Regions from separate parts of the Zea mays genome. Here region 2 is linked to region 1. The links are chromatin contacts, called in public Hi-C maps. All regions are on one chromosome and are shown on one strand. The core of a region is the stretch at or near the end of the contact, and the rest is flanking DNA. Distances in the headings are between cores, read along the strand shown.

What was found. Hi-C and Micro-C count contacts between places; a contact is called where the count stands out from the background.
Region 2: a Hi-C map of ear shows a contact between it and region 1, with 4 times the contacts expected there. The contact joins the promoter of LOC100384210 here to the enhancer-like site in region 1. A contact is called at or near these places in 2 of 25 Hi-C or Micro-C datasets (ear and leaf mesophyll).

What each region holds. Positions count from the first base shown.
Region 1 is chr3:170,306,142-170,309,339 of Zm-B73-REFERENCE-NAM-5.0, reverse strand. LOC100501884 reads right to left here. Exons shown (of 24, transcript NM_001196523.1): 20 at 3,170-3,198; 21 at 3,025-3,087; 22 at 2,668-2,736; 23 at 2,477-2,572; 24 at 1,819-2,376. The coding sequence ends at 2,035. Among protein-coding and RNA genes, the nearest start is that of LOC100501884, 11 kb to the right of the region's middle. Within about 2 kb of position 1,634, at least 4 of the 20 cell types and tissues checked have an H3K27ac peak or open chromatin away from gene starts, as enhancers often do. A contact at or near this core is called in ear, where this site is marked.
Region 2 is chr3:170,568,631-170,571,828 of Zm-B73-REFERENCE-NAM-5.0, reverse strand. LOC100384210 reads right to left here and starts at 1,656. Exons shown (of 8, transcript NM_001322002.1): 1 at 1,115-1,656; 2 at 371-541. The coding sequence starts at 1,419. It overlaps LOC100285939 (two-component response regulator ARR11), which reads right to left. Exons shown (of 5, transcript NM_001158828.2): 5 at 3,170-3,198.

The sequences.
Region 1 (3,198 bases), core at 385-2,884:
ACCGTACGCCGCCAAACTTTCCCGAGAGTGGCCTGTTCACCGGAGGCTGGCCTGGCGCACCGGACACTGTCCGGTGCACCACCGGACAGTCCAGTGTGCCAGACCGAGCTGGACTTTGGCTGTACTCAGCCAAGTCTTTTGCAATTCTTTCTTTTCCTGCTTCTAGCACTTAGACACAATATGTTAGTACTCAAAACAATGTACTAAGTCTAGAAACGTACCTTGTCATATGATTTGCACTTTTTGCTTGTTTGGCACATAACAACTCAAAGATTATGTGTTGGCACTTAATCACCAAAACATTATATAAATGGTCCAAAGGCACATTTCCCTTTCAATAAGATGTATATTTAATAATGGGTACACCTCTTTCTATCGCAAACTATCTTAGGATGTGTGAGTAGTCCTCTTTATATCACAAACTCTCTAATGTCTTAATTTTCTCCCTTCTCTCCTATTGGCTAGGCAGTATATAGACTTGGTCTTCTCTTCCCCTGGTACCCATGGCTGATGGACCCACTTGTCATTCAAACACTTAGCCCCTTCTCTATTACGTATGTGACATATCTGCCCTGCCCTATTTTAGAAATCGGCGATCCCTACTAAGGTCTTATTCAGTTATTTCTATTCCATGTAGGCTGTAGGGGATTAGAATGTATTAAGGTGAATTTTGACTTTTTATAGATTTAAACTCATCTAATTTCACTCAATCCACATGGATTAGCGTCAAACCGAATAAGCCCTAAATAAAAGCACCAGTTTTCATACTTTCATAGTCACCATCTTTCTGGTTTCCGCTTATATAAAAAAATATATAGTAAAATTATATACAAGTGAAAGTTTGGTTGTTGACTGCACATTTACATCCTCTAAGCAAAAGAACACATATATTTTATGTTTTATTAAAATAAAGTCTATTAATATAGTATTTTCTTCGTTTTTTTATTTACCACGTTTTAATTTAAAATGAATTAGCGGACGATAAATATTTGAGAACGAAAGATGTGTATATAGAAACCGCATCGAGTATAGAACTAAACCTCGGTCGCACATACGCACGCGAGGGCTGCGTTGGCAGCAGTCTTGCCGTTGCCGAAAACGAACGGCACCGCGGAACCGGCGCACCGCACAACACAACATGACCCCGGAACCTCCCCGGTAGGGCTGACAATGGGCTATAATTTTTGCACTATAAGATTTAAGGATCGAAGCGGGTTAGGATCGGGCTTTATTTCTAGTCATTTTTTAACTATAATTTATTTAGGGCATTGACATTTTGTGAAGAACTATTTGGATCACGATCCATTACCACCCCTACTCCCCGGTCAGTGGTCGCTCACTCGCCACTCCATCTCCATGGCAGATTGGCAGTTCTCATGAGGAAAAAGAAGCATTTTCACACGCTCAAAAACGGCAGATATGGATTGAGCACTGCTGCATGCTTGGAGCTGCAATATCCTATTCCTTCAAATGGCTGAAGGAAACCACTATAAAATAATGCTATGTTTTGTTGAATCCAGCTTGAATGTTCAATGCTTGATTGCGTAGCGAATATTCCTTTAGGGTGCATATGCCGTTGCCAAAGCATGTCAGTCGCAGGCTCGCAGCACGGTAAGTCGGTAATTGATATTGTACCATCTTCCAACTACCCCTGCAGAAATTGCTAGGCTCGTGTCGTCATCCGAAGGAAGGACGTACTGAATGGACGGACGGCCAACGACGACGTCCTTCAGATCGTCAAAAGGAGAAAAAAAAAAGGAGAGAAACGATTATTCAATCACGAGTATAGAATCTTGGGTTTGCATGCACAAAACCAGGGGGAAAAACTTATCTAATAGCTCAAACTGTCTCAAAATCTCTATGCTACAACTGAGCTAATCGTTCTCCGCAGGATGGGATAGGATAATCTGTCAAAATGGTTGTTATAGACTGTCGGTTAACGGTAATGGTGTGTACACGATGTGGAAAGGATTTCCTATATCTATGTTCACTGCACGAGGGGCACGAACTATGAACACAACGGTGAGCGACATTTTAGGCGTTGAAGAGCTTGCGGAACGGCCCATCCTTGCGATCTTTGGCGGCCTCTGTCAATGCAAGGAACCTCTTGAAGCCCGTGGTGGCTGCTCCGCGCCCAAGGGCGGCAGCTCGGGCGAGGACGTCCTCTTGGTTCGCCAGTGCTCCCTTCAAGGAGGCCATGCTTGGTGTAATCGAAACAGCTGGAGTTGCCACCGAGGGCACAATCTGGACAGATGCTGTGGCAACTGGTGTCGCCACCGTCGGAGCAACGGCAGGGTGTTTGATGGCGGGGGCTGGTGCAGGGGCGTGTTTGTTGAAGTCCTCCAGGATAGCTTGTTGGTCTGCTTTCTTCAAGCCCTGTGATAGTCAGTAACAGCAGAAGCAAACAGTTGGGTGTCAGATTAGCCTGGGAGGTTGAAGTTGGCATACAAAAGGGGCCGGATTTTAATGTAAAAACCTTGAGGTCAAGTATCCGCTGAAACTCAAGAGGCGTGCCTTCGGGAAGGAGGGCACGGTATGTGTTAGCGACAGAATCAACTGGCGACAAAATGACCTGCATGGAGTTATGCCATCAGTTGATACTACCTGGTGGTAATCATTCAGCAAAGTGCCTTTTCAGCAATCATTATAGTGTCCTCCCCAATTTACCTTAAGTAGAGCTTCGGCTTTACCCATTTCTCGGCTGACAAATTTCGAGTAGCTAGCTGCACCTGTACTCTGCAACACACAATGCAAGGAAGCCGCATATAAGATACATACCATGATAATATATACATATATATATGCTGTAATCCAGCATCAACCACAGATCCGCTGCATTTGCAGCCTATGTACATAAGAATCAGATCATTTTAGCTGAACATGCACAGTTTCCAGCCAGATTTCATTCCAGACTCAATAAGACATGAAACAGAAGAATTAGTCCACTTAGACTGCTAGACAATATAAGACATGCATACAATTGAGATAATATCTGACATAGACAACTGTTCAGATTAAGGTTACCTGTTTTCCAAGAGCTGGGATGTCTAGGAGAATAGTCTTTACTGCTTGGGTGTCCAAAAGCATCTTGGGGGCAAAATGCAAAGCAATGAGATATGTCCGAATGAGTAGTAAATAAAATAAAATTAGCCTGGCATTTAACATGTACCTGCTGTGCACCAGTTTCTGATATATGTT
Region 2 (3,198 bases), core at 407-2,906, 260 kb before region 1:
TCACCAGCCCACGACTCATGCCCAGTGACGTCCGATTGCCACCCAAGCTTCCATTGTCGTAGAGTTGGAGCCATGACACAACATGTGCCACCAACACATCAATGGTCGGGTTTAGGCGACCAGCTAAGGATCTGCCACCGCTGCTGCCACCGAGATCATATTGTTCTTCAATGTCCCTAGTTAGAAAACCACTATTCCAAACAAAGTTAAGTCCCAAGTAGATGGATAGGTACTCAATGCCCCTACAGAATATTGGAACCAATGGATAATTCAATGATTGGTTGGAGTGCCACCCTTTCCAATTAGTTAAAACTGCCTTGGTACAGAAAAGGATAATACAGAGTTAATAGCTGAACAAGTAAAAACATACCCATAATAAGCAGCAAAAGGCTTCCCTTTCTCTGCTCCGAGTTCCCAAGGAATAATGGGCCCTCGAATAATCTGATCTGCGTCCAAGATTACAACCCAATCAACATTGTCGGCCTCTGGACTATGCTTTAGCCAATGCACTACCCCTGCTGGCTTGTTGATGGCTGGGTACCTTCACACGAAATATGGCGGGATGCCCAATGAGGACATTTTCATTTGAAACAAGGAAGCTCAACTTGAAAAATAGCAAGCCCAACTACTCAACAAAGTGTGGCATTAATTTAGGATCTCTCATCACAATAAAAGTGTAAAACCACAACCGACTGCACACATGTTAAATTGTATCCAAAACCCCTGGCAAATAAAATACCACAACCACAGCACCTAAACCTACAAAGACCATTCATTTGATATGCTGGAGCTTGACAGTTCATTTGGCCATGGATGGACAATTCTATTCCTAACATATAATTTCTATTCACCAAACTGAATCGTTTTTTCCCCCACAGAAATGCTTCCAAATTTCTCGACCGAACGACAATTCCACCTAAAATGCACATTCCATTCCGAAGCAAGACAGCAATTTTCACGAGCAAAACGCCTCCTCTCCTCGTGAAATAGGTCATCGGAATAACCAACACTGTTTGGTTCTTACAATTTGCCGAAGAAAAAAAAACATAGAACAGACGTGGCAGGTGCAGCGACGAGGGGAGTGATAGTCCGTGTATGTGACGGCGAGGGTTACCAGTCGCCGGTGCGTGGGTGGCGGCTGAAGGAGGGGACCTGGAGGGTGTGGCCGATGCGGAGGCCGCGGTAGGACGGGAGCTGGTCCTCCGCGCAGCTGACGAGGCGGGTGACGCCGCCGGGCTGCCGGGCCTTGCGGAGGCTGTGGAGGAGCCCCACCGCCTGCCAGTCGAAGTAGTCGCCGCACTCCACCGAGAACAGAGTGTGCAACCGCCGCCCCTCCCCCACCGCCGCCGCTGCCGCTGCCCTGGCCGGATACAGAAGCAGGAGCGCTGCCACCACCGCGCCGGCGATCCCCGCCGCCATTGCTGGTGGGATGGCGGATCTCGCGCCCGAACGGAGAGCGGATCCCGCCGACCTTCGGTTTCTCCTGGACAACTTTTCGAGCTGGGTTCGTTGTCCGTTTGTGCGCCCTAGTGTCAGAGACTCACCGCACTCATACTACTCTAAATTTCTACTCTAAGAGAAATATTCTATCCCCGTCAGCAGTCATGTTTACTCTATACCACAATCCTCTGCAGTCATGTTTACTCTATATCTCAACTCTATACCAACTATCACATATTATATTATTTTTTTATTTCTCTTTCATTCCACCCAACTACCCAAGCAGTGCATAGGGTTTATGCCGTACTACTCTGCATATGCTGTTCCAGCACTACTACTGGAAAATAGCGTAGCTCAAAAGGTAGGCCACTGCAGCAGGTAGAGTAAACCCTATCTCTGTAGCGTAGCGTGCCGAGTCCTTCAGTGCGGACAGCCTCAGAGTGAGGACTTCAAGAAGTCGCGGCCTTCTCAGAATACGCCAACTGCAGTGGTTCGCGTAAACAATCTTCTAAGGCTGCCCGCAGTGGGGAGCTGGAAAGGCTGCGCTAAAATTTTACAGTGAAGTGGAGGGCTGCAGTGGATCACCCTATACGTTACTCTATTGTCTCTCTCCAACTCTGCGTAAACACCAACCTTTATAATCTCTCTCCTCTCCTCGTTGGCTGGCAGCTGGGTATGGATAGGAGAGAGGTGAAAAATAAATAATAGAATATGTGATAGTTGGTATAGGGTAGAAATTTAAGGTGAATATGAATGCGGAGAATTATAGGATAGAGTAGAGAATCTTGCTGATCAGGATGAAATATTCCTTTTAAGGTAGAAATTTAGGGTTCCATGAGTGCGGACAGCCTAAGGCGTGTGGCGTGTACAGCAGTAGTACTCTAAAAAGCTCGGAAAACGGAAAACAATGTAGCGAAACTCAAACTCGTTAAATCTTCTAAGCTCGCGTAAACAATCTTCTCAGAATATGCGCGCTCTGTTTACCAGTTCAGTTTCGTTGGTTCCTGAGGCAAGAATCGAAGAGCTGAAAAGAATTCAACTGCCGAAATTGCAGTTTGTCATAGCTATCTTGTTTAAGCGATCTTCAGAAGCAGTGTCCTCCTTTGGCATCGCGGACCATCAAAAAGGATCATGAATTCATGGCCGTAAACGCAGAACATCAACCTGTCAAGCTACGCAACCAATCTTGAGATTGGGCTAAACCTCGACGTATCTCCCCTATCAAGCTAACCAAACGATCTTCAGATCGACGTAGAGGATATTAATTTTTGCAGGAGACATTGGACAGGATGAGGTCTGGTTTTGATCGTCAGAGTTACTGATCAGCTGACAGAAAGAGTGCACAAAACAACAAGGACTTGTGCAAACCTGTCAGTTTCAGGTAATTCAGATATGTCATCATGTTTCCAATGTGCAAGCAGCTGATTTTCAGTATCATCACACTCCAATCAAGGTTCTGTCTGCAGTTCTGGCAATAATACCCTGCATTACAACTTGCCTGCCACTCATGGCTTCTATGTCATTCAACATCCATGGGGAGCACCGAGTACCTGTGTGGTCCAATTTAGGTTGAAAAACTAGTATGTAGGCTACAGCCTGTATCATTATCACCTTCACCTATTTTTTTTCAGGTTAGATCAACAAATAGCTTCACATCCTGCAGGCCCTGCAGGAGTCCTCTTTGCCTATACTCAAAGTTTCCAGTGAAACTCATAAGTCTCACATGTGTGCAATGCTGCATCAGAGTTAGAATTCACT